Regions from separate parts of the Mus musculus genome. Here regions 1, 2 and 4 are each linked to region 3. The links are chromatin contacts, called in public Hi-C and Micro-C maps. All regions are on one chromosome and are shown on one strand. The core of a region is the stretch at or near the end of the contact, and the rest is flanking DNA. Distances in the headings are between cores, read along the strand shown.

What was found. Hi-C and Micro-C count contacts between places; a contact is called where the count stands out from the background.
Region 1: a Hi-C map of rod photoreceptor shows a contact between it and region 3, with 4 times the contacts expected there. The contact joins the enhancer-like site here to the promoter of Glt28d2 in region 3. A contact is called at or near these places in 12 of 39 promoter capture datasets (the 3T3-L1 cell line, 3T3-L1-derived adipocytes, the SN4741 cell line and 6 more), 1 of 15 datasets of contacts at CTCF or cohesin (the NIH/3T3 cell line), 3 of 484 Hi-C or Micro-C datasets (cortical neurons and rod photoreceptor), 5 of 115 datasets of contacts at active chromatin or transcription factors (embryonic stem cells, kidney, neural tube and 1 more) and 2 of 9 other capture datasets (adipose tissue and pancreatic islet).
Region 2: a contact with region 3 is called in a Micro-C map of the HL-1 cell line, with 1.8 times the contacts expected there. The contact joins the enhancer-like site here to the promoter of Glt28d2 in region 3. A contact is called at or near these places in 19 of 39 promoter capture datasets (the 3T3-L1 cell line, 3T3-L1-derived adipocytes, the C10 cell line and 11 more), 1 of 15 datasets of contacts at CTCF or cohesin (the NIH/3T3 cell line), 6 of 484 Hi-C or Micro-C datasets (the HL-1 cell line, cerebral cortex, embryonic fibroblasts and 2 more), 10 of 115 datasets of contacts at active chromatin or transcription factors (cardiomyocytes, craniofacial prominence, embryonic stem cells and 5 more) and 3 of 9 other capture datasets (adipose tissue, macrophages and pancreatic islet).
Region 4: a Hi-C map of hematopoietic stem and progenitor cells shows a contact between it and region 3, with 2.8 times the contacts expected there. The contact joins the enhancer-like site here to the promoter of Glt28d2 in region 3. A contact is called at or near these places in 8 of 39 promoter capture datasets (the 3T3-L1 cell line, the SN4741 cell line, embryonic stem cells and 3 more), 2 of 15 datasets of contacts at CTCF or cohesin (the NIH/3T3 cell line and embryonic stem cells), 1 of 484 Hi-C or Micro-C datasets (hematopoietic stem and progenitor cells), 7 of 115 datasets of contacts at active chromatin or transcription factors (bone marrow-derived macrophages, embryonic stem cells, fibro-adipogenic progenitors and 2 more) and 2 of 9 other capture datasets (adipose tissue and pancreatic islet).

Annotation. Positions count from the first base shown.
Region 1 is chr3:85,678,828-85,681,527 of GRCm38.p6, reverse strand. All of the region lies in intron 7 of Fam160a1 (family with sequence similarity 160, member A1), which reads left to right. Among named protein-coding and RNA genes, the nearest start is that of Gm40082, 33 kb to the left of the region's middle. Within about 2 kb of position 1,332, at least 5 of the 459 cell types and tissues checked have an H3K27ac peak or open chromatin away from gene starts, as enhancers often do. A contact at or near this core is called in rod photoreceptor, where this site is marked.
Region 2 is chr3:85,714,853-85,717,552 of GRCm38.p6, reverse strand. The region is part of intron 5 of Fam160a1 (family with sequence similarity 160, member A1); the gene reads left to right. Gm40082 (a long non-coding RNA gene) reads right to left here. Exons shown (of 3, transcript XR_001783868.1): 3 at 1-93. Among named protein-coding and RNA genes, the nearest start is that of Gm40082, 3.5 kb to the right of the region's middle. Within about 2 kb of position 1,257, at least 7 of the 459 cell types and tissues checked have an H3K27ac peak or open chromatin away from gene starts, as enhancers often do. A contact at or near this core is called in the HL-1 cell line, pancreatic cancer cells and trophoblast stem cells, where this site is marked.
Region 3 is chr3:85,886,037-85,888,769 of GRCm38.p6, reverse strand. Glt28d2 (glycosyltransferase 28 domain containing 2) reads left to right here and starts at 1,252. Exons shown (of 2, transcript NM_177130.3): 1 at 1,252-1,643.
Region 4 is chr3:86,108,796-86,111,495 of GRCm38.p6, reverse strand. The region is part of intron 14 of Sh3d19 (SH3 domain protein D19); the gene reads right to left. Among named protein-coding and RNA genes, the nearest start is that of Gm25188, 9.6 kb to the right of the region's middle. Within about 2 kb of position 1,260, at least 100 of the 459 cell types and tissues checked have an H3K27ac peak or open chromatin away from gene starts, as enhancers often do. A contact at or near this core is called in adipose tissue, bone marrow-derived macrophages and hematopoietic stem and progenitor cells, where this site is marked.

The DNA of each region.
Region 1 (2,700 bases), core at 83-2,582, 210 kb after region 3:
GGCACACCATGGAGGGCCTTACAGGCTGTCGCTTTATGGGAGACTATCATTTCTAAGATTTTTAAGTAAAACAACGTTTTTGAACTTTTCGGGTTTAAATCAGGTCATCAGTAACTAATCTTAAGGCATTAGCAGAGAACAAATCCGATCATAAGGACGCAGCTGGTAGTCTGTTTTAAAAGGATTACTTCAGCTCCCCAGCAAGTATCTACAGACAGGACAGAATGCATTAGCAGGGCCTGAGTGAAATCCAGCAGAAAGCTTGGCAAAGCATTTTCTATTGCTCAGACCCAGGCTCTTACTCAAGGTGGGCAAAGCTTGATTGCATTTAAATGTTAAATTCCTAAATGCTGCTCCGCTGACAGCAGGGATAAAGCGTGTTCTCTCTCTCTCTCTCTCTCTCTCTCTCTCTCTCTCTCTCTCTCTCTCTCTCTCTCTCTCTCTCTCTCTCTCTCTCTCTCTTTCTCTCCTGTGTGTGTGTCCCTGAAATGGCAGCCTGACTGGATCTGAGGTCCATTGCTTTCTCCTGTGGGTCACCAAGGCCAGGCAAAGCCAGAGTTGTGGCAGGCTTGCTTGCTGGACATCTGGTAAGCTTTACACGATAAGCTCTGCCCCTTTGTCTGCTCATAGCATTCACATCTGTCCTCAGCAGCAGTGTTAAACATGGCTGCATCTGAGAGCCAGGCCTGGACCTTAGGAAGATGAGAAATAAACCTGTGTTTGAGTGTGGACATGTCTAAATTGGGCTAGTTGGTTCTGTGATGTCCAAGAGGTGCCTGCAGGGCATCTCACTATGACAAGTTCTGTGGAAGAAGGAGGGGTGCCAGGCTTGAGGTGCAGACAGCTCGACACCACCTTCCCTAGGTGCTCTGGCCGGCTCCTTGTTCCATGGAGCTGATGGTGCTACTGCAGTAGCACAGTTGTTCTTTACTGAGTACTTCCTATTTCCTACTCTACTTCGTGTGGATGCCAGAGAAAAGCACCCGAGAGGACCTGTGCAGGAGACCTCTGGCTCCCTCCCCTCCCTCTGAGCTGCAGATTGTCTTGTTCTACTTCTGGAATATGCTACCTCGTAGGATGATTGAAAGGAACAATTGTGGTGATATCCACAAAAGCATTTTGAAACAATGTGGGGTGTTATATATACTTAGAGGATGGGAACCTTCTAGAAAATATATTTTAAACTCATAAAAATTATGTCTTTTCTGATTTAGAATCTGTCCCTGAAGCGAGGGCAACAAAGAACTTTATTCTTCTAGGCATTTAAACTTTGTTGGAAAGAATATAAAACTAGGTTATAATCTACCCTTTCCATTTTTGCCTGCTGTGCAGTTGTTTGGCTGCGCATGATAAGCTTGGGGGCCCGAGAGCTTGTGAGCAGCATGGTTGTGTGGATCCCTCCTAATGAAGTTGTTACGTGGTAAATAAATTACCATATCTCTGTCTGTTGTGCCTTAAGTGCTCCTAAATATTGATACTTCAGAGTAGTATTCTATTAATAACTGATACAAATTTCTCCTTTGGCCAAGTGTCAGAGGAGTCCGTTGAGATGAGAGATTTGCAAAGAGAGAGAGAAATCCCAGGAGAAATGGCCCCCTTGGGTGTGTGCACCTGTGAGAGGCCAGACAAAGACCGGGAATATTGGTGGGCAGGGGTGTGACAGACCCTGTGCTCCGGGAGTGTCCCAGTTCTGGGGAAAATCAACTGCTTGGGCCTGGGTTGGCATCTCTGAATCCTCTTAGTGTATCTTTAGCAAGTTTGTGAGCTCTGTTGCCTGTCGTGTCCAGATAGGGGCAGTTTTACTTGAAGAGAAGCCGTGTGCACAGTTCAGGCACACCTCTGTCCTGCAGAGGAGCTGGGGGACAGTGGCAGAGGTGGACAGCCAGCCCAGGGAGGGAGGAACAGGAGAAACATGGCCAGAACTATGGTGAGCAGTGAAGATCTCTGGAACCTCACTTGCCTGCTCGCAGTCAGTCTTCTGTCTACGGACTATGCTTCAGTCCCTCGCCTCTGCCTTCTGATTGGTTGTTTCCTTGCTAGGTTATCAGTAAGCATGTGTGCTCTGTGTCACCACTTGTTACTCACTGGCTAAAATGAATGGTGACCTATTTAAAAAAATATTCTTTGAGAATTTCTTACATGTATACAATGTGTCTTGATCATATATATCTACCTCCCATACCTCCTCCTGCTCCACATCCCGTGTCCTCTCCAAAGCTCATAAAACCTACCTTCCTTTCTTTCTTTCTTTCTTTCTTTCTTTCTTTCTTTCTTTCTTTCTTTCTTTCTTTCTTTCTTTCTTTCTTTCTTTCTTTTGGTGATGGCTGATTTTAATAAATAATGCCCAATGAAAGGTGGTAGAGGGTTGAGGAAGTAATGAAAATATTTGTGTGCATGCATACATACACACACACACACACACACACACACACACACACACACACACACGCGCGCGCGCACGCGCGCAAGTAAATGCACCTCCCCCTCCCCTCCCCAGTATATTGGGTAATAACTTAATCTGGCTATTGAAGTACGGTACTTCCTAATCTGTGAGCTGTGTGTGATGCTATAGACGTAAAATCCCAGTACTCATGAACCTGCAGCAGGGAGAAAACGGGCTGGAGGCCATTCTGAGAAACACAGCATTTCCATCAGTCAGCAAACACGTGCAGGGGTCTGTAATTATTACTTCCTAATGTA
Region 2 (2,700 bases), core at 8-2,507, 170 kb after region 3:
TGGGGCTGCAGCAGGTAGAGACAGGAGGATCTTGGGAGTTCTTTGGCCAGCTGTCCTATTTGAATCAGTGAGCTTCAGATTTAGTGACAACATCTGTATCAGGGAGGGAAGGAAGAGAGGGAGGAAAGATATTTGACATTGACCCCTAGCTTATACACATGGATGTGCATACCTCCACCTACTCTAATAAGTAACACATCAGATGCACACCACATCCCACCTGCATACACACTCACAACCTGTGAGTAGGAAAAGTGGGGCGGGTATGTAGGCTGATAGTGGGCATCTCTGCAATTGCTCCTCACTGCTGCAGATAGGTATGGAGTCCACTCAGGAGCTTACTCTCATACTGTCTTCATCCAACACTGAGGTGTGGCCATTTATTCCTCAGGGTTAGTGCAGGGTTCACGGGGTTCTTTTTAAAGGCTGCAGGACTTTCTTCCACAGTCATGTGCAAGCGGAACACATTGGGGAAAGCTCTGGGCCTGGGAGTAGACTTGGGTTCAATCTCTAGGTTGAGTAATAAAGGTGACTCAGAAAGCCCTGAACACAAGGTTTTTATCAATTCATTTGACAAACCATCCAACCTCGCTGAGTGCATTTGGTGTCTGGTCCTGCCTGAGCTATCTCAAGGTTGTTGATTTTTAACCTGTGTTAGTATTTGTATGTTCTGTGGAGAAAATACTAATATACCTAGTTTAGGGTGCTAGCTCAGACCTTCTGGGGATTTTATATAAGAACATGGCAGATAAATATATCATTCTTCTAAAAGTTTTTAAATTCCTAAATACATATAGCCTCCAGAGTGTGGAATAAGAGATGGGAAGCCCACTTTGGACATTTGGGAAAGAGTTGATTTTTACAGATAGGTTGAGCATGCTTTTGTGAAAGTCATATTAAAGAAAATGTTATTGATAGATGAAGTAAGCAAATAAATTCAGCTGCAGATATGTCTAGAGTCACTCAAGCTGGTTGGTTCTATTGTACTTTAGAGCAAAGGGTACGTTGTCTGCTTCTCATGGGTCTGCCCGGTTAATTTGTCCAAGCTAATATTCAAAGCTGAGCGCTCATTGGTTAGTTGCACTAGCCTGCCTTCTCAGAGAAGCAGAAGTGAAGGAAGGATTAAACAAACAGGGATTGTACTTCAAGGAGCAAGGCAAGAAGGCACTTAGGGACAAAAGTGTCAACCCTGGAGCTTACATCACCTGTCATAGTGTCAGAGGGAGAGACGTGGAGCTTTTATCTGGAAGTGACACATGTCTTTCCATTCCTATTTCATCCTGTGAAGGCAAGCAAGGCCTCAGGTCACACCACCCTCAGAGGGAAGTGTCCTTCTGCGGTTTTATCAGAAGAGATGTTTAGGATATGAATATTTGCCCTAGTGACTGTCATTCATATGTCAGGGTCCCAGTAAGAACAGGTGGGCCTCAGATGGTGCTGTCAGGCAAGCTGAGGAGCTAAAGAGGGTTTGAGAGGGCAACATTTCAGTGTTTGGTGCTGTGTCAGAAACCACGCTTAGAGCTGGACTTAACAGCAGCCATTGGTTGTTAGTGTGAGTCACCACCTGCACAGTGCAACAGTCCGGCTCTAGGGCGTGGGCCTCAAGTGAGATCATTTCTGTGACTAGGGCCTGAGCATTTGGGGCTGCCTGAGCATCTCTTTCTCCTCTGTGCCTCTTCCTTTCTATACAGGTATGGCTGGGGCTTCTCCCAGGGAGGCAGCCTTAGCTATTTGGGTTTCTATACTAGTCAAGGTCTCAGCACTCCAGAGCATGGAGGTTCTAAAGCCTCCAAGTGTGCATGGTAGAAGTGACCAGTGTCTTAGGGACCTGGGACAGAGTCACTCCTGTTTACTCTCACTGTTCACATGTCACAGAGCTGGATACGGAGCCTGTAGCTTGATTCAAGAGCATAAGGGAATCTGTGGCAAGTTCACTGTGACCATAACACTGATCTCTCCCCCTCTCCCCCCAGTCTCTCTGTCTCTCTCTGTCTCTGTCTCTCCCCCTCTCTGTCTCTATCTCTGTCTCTGTCTCTGTCTGTCTCTCTCTCTCTCTGTGTGTGTGTGTGTGTGTGTGTGTGTGTGTGTGTGTGTGTCTGTGTCTGTGTCTGTGTCTGTGTAAAGAGTCAGGGGCAAGGGGCTGTGTAGAAAGTGCCTGCTATAGGAGCTGTGTACTTCAAGCAACTCCTAGAAATAAAGTTGGGACAAACTCGGAAACTTCACCTATTCCGGTCTACCAGTCTCCTGCTAGAATCATATTGGCTAAACTCGTGTGGTAACCAAACATTTCAGAGAACAGAGGACATGGTGGCCCACACAGACCCACAGGGCTATGAGACTGGATCTGAAGGTAAATACAGATGCATGTGAGTCTCCTGCACTCCCAGCTCCCAGTGTCAGCACCTGAGAGCCTTCCTTAGGAGGAAGCTGGCACCTGTCAAGTGTGACTGTACTCTGTGCTCAAGTAGATTTCACCTTAAAATTTTCTAGAAAGGCCTTAAAACCCAACCTTTTATATCTTCTTCTCACAGATTCTCTTCTGGAACCTACATCATAGTTAGAACTTACTATGGCAGGTAGAAATACTAACAGCATATTTGATGTGAATGATAGTAAAGAAACATGTAAAACACAGGTGACAGTCACCAAATACAATGTATGCTTATGCAGTTTGGTGAGAGGTACAGCGTGCAGCAGAAA
Region 3 (2,733 bases), core at 3-2,502:
GAAGTTTGTACCATCCAGTTGCTATGGGTGCAAGGAAAATTAGAAAACTAGATCTGCCCGATTTTGGTTATCTCCGGAGGTCATTCATGCAGAACAAAGGAAGACTCTTCCTCAGAAGCAGGATTTGGTGAGGCGCCAGTAGGATGCTGTGGTGGAAAACCTCCACATCCGTTTTCTCAGACTGTGGTGTAGCCCCATCCGCTGGGAGGAGGACTCAATTCAAGTTTCAGCCACACTAACCACAGGGCAATGCAAATAGCAAGAGAGCCGCTAACCAAGATTCAAATTCCTCCTATGGGATTTAAAGTACAGGAAGCAGAGCCTGGACAGACCGTCCAAGCACATAGGGCGTGGAGACTGAAGGGGAGAGCTGGCGTGGCATGCTGTTCTCAGTCCTTAGGCAAAGGTCGCCCCAGGTCGAGGGTTGGGCCCTGGAAGAGGATAATGTACCACACAGTGCCAAAGGGCCACCACCTCCCTGCTGTTCTCCATTCTCCTGAGCTCCGAGTTGCGAACTTTCATCCTTGCTAAGGACTATTCATTTAACAGCCCTTTCTTTTTGGCTGGAGGTAGGGTGGCAGTGGGGACAGTTGCCAGTGAATGAACGACACACACCTATGCAATACCCTCAAGCTCACAAATAAGGTCCGAACGACTAAAATTACCCCTAAGAAACTAAACTGCAAAACTGCAACTCTTTGCTTCCTTGCTGGAACCAAATGGCCTCCTGTTCATTCAGGCGAGTTTTCCAGTCCAGTAAAAGGAGATCACGTTCATCTTTTGCCTCAGATCTACTGGGACTGTCCTGTCATGTTAAAGTTCAAATATCTCAGGAAGACGAGACCAGGCGAAGGGAATCCGCGTGGGGCGATGCGTACGGCTCCGCACTCAAACCTTCTGGAAGTGGGAAATCTAAGACGTCCGCGCGTCGCGGTGTGCAGCTTCCTTTCCTCAGAAAACCCTAGAAACCAGCCGGGCGTGCCTGCCTGTCAGGCGTGACGCGGGAGGAGGGATGAAGTTCGCCAGAGAGGCGAGCCCCCAAGGGCGAGGCGTCCTCCACAACGCTCCAGTTCAAGTTTCGGTGGAAACTTTCTCGCAGAGGCCCCGCCCCCTTCACCTAGGAAACCGGTGCGCGCTGTAGTCGCGCAATTCGAGTCTCCCGAGCACCTGGCGGAGGCGGGTCTGGGCGACAGGGCGGGGCTTACTGGGGGCGGGGTCGGAGGCGGTGGAGGCCCTGGGGGCGGGGCCCCTGAGTCGCTCGGCAGGTTGGGCCCCGCCCCTGCCACCTCCCTGCCTCGGAGGGTGCGGGCTGTGGGGCGGGGACCAGCCCGAGACCTGCGAAGCTCCGTCACCCGCTGACGTGCTGGAGAAAAGTTGTGCCCCGACCTTCTCTAGCTGGGTGATTTGTCCCCGGGTCCTCAGACTGAGTTGAAGCCAGGGCTGGAGGTCACCGCGCCCAGACGCCCGAGGGCAGCTGCCCGGGCGCCTGGAGTTGGGTGTTAGGCCCAGAGGAGCCGGCTCAGTCCTCTGTTGTGCCCTGTGCGCTGGAGGCTCGGTTGTTCTCCCGCACCCGGGACCGTCGCACAAACTTTCTGACTGTCTAGGGGACACTGCGTAGCAGGAGGATCCGCGGCCGCACGCAGGTAAGAAATCTGTGCTTGAAGGCTTGCTTTTATTTTATTTTAGGGTGTTGGAGGAGGAAGAGACTGTCCCGAGAACCTCCTTCCTGCATCCTGCTGGGTGGCAGGAGCAGGTTTTGGAGAGAGGACTGGTAGGACGGCTGGGGAAGTCCAGTGACTACCCGGGACGCTGGGGGCTCCTGCAGGCGACGTTACTCAGGACTGACCCTGGAAGAAGAAGGCCAGCTTGTTTTGACGGAGGAAGATGTCATCAGGCTCTCCACCTCTTTTCTCAGTCCCTTGGGTCGCAGCGCCTGGGTCCCCCAGGAATAATTGGCAGAGACGATGAGATCTAGGTCTGTCTTCCTCTCCAAACCTTTCCTGGCATACACCAGAGTCAGAGGCGGTGCCACTGGGCTTGCAGCACTTTCCTGCTGTGAGGAATTTATTGTTGGGTTACTGTTGCTCAATTTCATAAATTCTCTGATGAAACTGAGTTTGAGTTATGGTTATCAGTGTGTGTATATGTATGTATGTGCGCGTGTGTGTGTGCTTGTTTTCCCTGGTTTCAACAAAGCTCCCTTGTTAACCCCACTCCTGCGAGGTTAGCTAGCTATTGTTTTATTTCAAGCTCGGGTGGGTGAGGTGTTGGGGGTGACAGCTACTGTGTTTGCTTGGAGTTTTGGGACTCCTGTGAGTGGGTGCTGAGAATTAGCCCAGGTTGGCTTTAGCCTCCTGTACTTGACAGATCAGCTGTCAACTATTCTACAGGTATTGCAGCCCTAGCCATCCAGGCGCAGGGGGTACCACATCCCCTCCTTTAAGAGAAAAGAGCTCCAAATGAAGACAGGCTGTTCTCAGGAGGAGGAAGGGGGTGGGGTGGGCGGGGGAGATGGCAGACCAATTGTTGCTTTCTTTAGATGGGGCCTACTACTCTGTGGGCTGCTCTGGGAGGGCCCTGCTATCAAGTTCATCTCATTAGGAAGTCAGCTGCTTTCAGCTAATAGCCATAGCAGCTCTGATGAAATTATATAGGTCATTGAAAAATAATTCCTGCTTAATCACCTTTATCCTGTTGATTAGCAAGGGGAAGATTTCCTGTCCTTAATGTACC
Region 4 (2,700 bases), core at 11-2,510, 220 kb before region 3:
ACTCTACACTCCTGTCAGATCTTTCCCGAATCCTCCTGCTTTTTTAACCAAAATGCGCCACAGGGGCAAACTGTCTGTTTAATACAGGAAGCAGAACTGTAACTCAGGTCAAGAGAGGATGGCTGAGGCAGCTTCACACCAGCGCCTGCTTACTGCCTTTGTCTAAATAATGAGCAACACGGGAGTTGTGATAATTGTGAGCTATTTTAGGTCTCTGGTGGCTTTAAGAACACCAATTTATGTACTTAATTGTGTGTGTGATTTTTATTTGTTCCTGATTTAAATCTTCAGAAAAAAGAATGGCTATTCAATAAAGAATACTAGGCTGGGTGGCTGGTGACTTGGAAAAAGTCGAGACATAGATCTACCTTAAACCTAACATGAATGTGAGTCTCCAAGTGAACCAAAGACCTGAATATACCCAGGAGTGAGAAAGTTGGGAAGATAATTTGAGCCTCCAGGTAGGGTCCTTGCTCAAGCCTTCAGTGATGAGCAAGCAGACTCATCAGGGGGAACAGCCTAGACAGGGTTGTCCACAAGGGAGGCGGACAACCCAGACTCCACTACCAGGGTGCACATCTTGTAGGTAAACCCAAGATAGTTCAAAGGTCTTCATTGCTAGAGTAATGACATTATAACAGTAAGAATAGCTAATACCACTGCTCAATTGTTGTGCTCCAACCACTGTAACAAACACCTTCTATGCATTAACATTACCTACTTGTTAAATGTCTGAGATACAATTCATACAAAATAAAATGTATCCATTTAGAATCTATGTGGCTTGTACAGGTTTTCATTTAAAGATGTTTATGTGCTTTTAATTTACAACTAACTTCTTGCTGCTGTATAGTAAAATATTAATATATTTTTATCGTTAAACTGCTGCATGACTATCAAAAAAAAAAGGATCTATGTGGTTAAGGAACATTCATGGAATTGTGCAACTATCACTGAAGTCTGTGTTTACAGTGTTTTGTTTTTTGTTTTTTGTTTTTTTTGATCCCCTCTGCTTCTCCACAGAGCCCGTGTGAAGGCTAAAGTTATGTTTTAAGTTTAAATTACTGTGTCAAGAGATCTATAAAACACAAATGCCTCTGACCTGCCTAAGAACAGACAGCCTCCAGGAATGCTGGGCGCGTTGTTCACAGGCCACATGCTTTCACTTTTGTAAACGAACTTGGTTGCCCCAGCTGGGCAGGACGAGCTTGATCACACGGGGAGGCGGGATGTGTGTCGGCAGGAAGGCCATCAGGATGTATGCTTGCCCCCAACTGGACGAAGGAGAGAAGTACACAGCCTTGTGGGTTTTCCCTTTATAAGCCTCTGACTAATATATTTTGGGGCTGTTCTCTGGGAATCCCAGGTAAAGACCTGGCTGGTGTCCACTGTCCTGGACAGTTTTAATAAAGCGTGCCTTAAATTGGCTCAAACATTGTGATAGTGGGCTTGTTCTTGCCCAGTGGGATTTGCCCCTACTGTACAACTCCTCGTTCACCATCCCCTCTGCCCTAAGCAAGCACCAATCTACTTTCTGTCTGCATGGAGTCAGCTTTCCTGGGTCTCTGTGCAACATGTCAATCTAAAAACAACCCTGGGGATGTTACTGTACATTCCATATAAAAAGCAAAACAAAACAAACAAACAAACAAAAAATGCTTCGGCACTCTGTGGCCACCCAGGTAGGAGGGAAACGGAAGGCACACACTTGCTGACGACCCTTCACTTTCTCTCTGACCAGTCCTTTGGATTCAACCATAATTGATACATTTAATATCTCCTGTTTACCAACTTAGGGGAAGATGCCCAATTTTGAACCTTCTTCTCCATGGCTTTTTGTGGTCTTGGCAATGGGCACCAGACAAGTGCTGAGGCCAGTGACTCAAGCTTCATTTTCTAAAAACTGTAACAATCCTAAAAACTGTAACAATCCCTCCAGCCCCAAAGCCTAATAGGACAGTTCATTTCATTATCAGCAGCAGAGACAACGCACTGGCTCCGGAGGCCAACTCTCTGCAAAGCCACAGCGAGGAACTAAAAGGCAATGTTCCAAGTGGGAAAACTTTGGACTGTTACAACTTTTACATTTTTAGCTTTAAAAATATATGTAAGAGGATAGATCTTTTTGGCAGTGTAAGTCCTGCTGTTACCAACGGCATGCTCTGGGAGAGGAAGGGCGGCTCTAACAGATGGCCGATGCTGGACCCAAGCAGAGAAAATTGGGTAAGAGAAGTTTCCTATGTGAACTAGTTAGAATTCTCACGTGCCAGCTGCACGAGCTGAAAACATAACTTCTCCCTAAAATGATAATTTTTACTTTCTTAGAAAAAAGCTTCATAGGATAAACTGCCTTTCAAGAAGAAGGAATTACACTGGCTTATGAAAACTAGGATGAAGAACAAACTCTTTACTTGAGTGGAGTGACTGGTGGGCAGTTACCTTGAGTGACAGAGTGAACACTTAACCGGGAGAGTTAAACTCTTCCAAACATGCAGCGTTGCTCAGAAGCAGGGCAGCTGCCTAGCTTCTCTGACACCCTGAGCTTGGTCTTCTGCAATGCTAAACTGTAAATGTAACTTTTGTTCTCCTGTGATAACTGTCATCTCTGAGGCTTACTGCCTCAGCCTGCTAACCCAGGCCTCGCCCTGGAAGCTTCTAGCCTCTTATCTAAGCCTACACTGTTTTCAGCCTCTGACACTT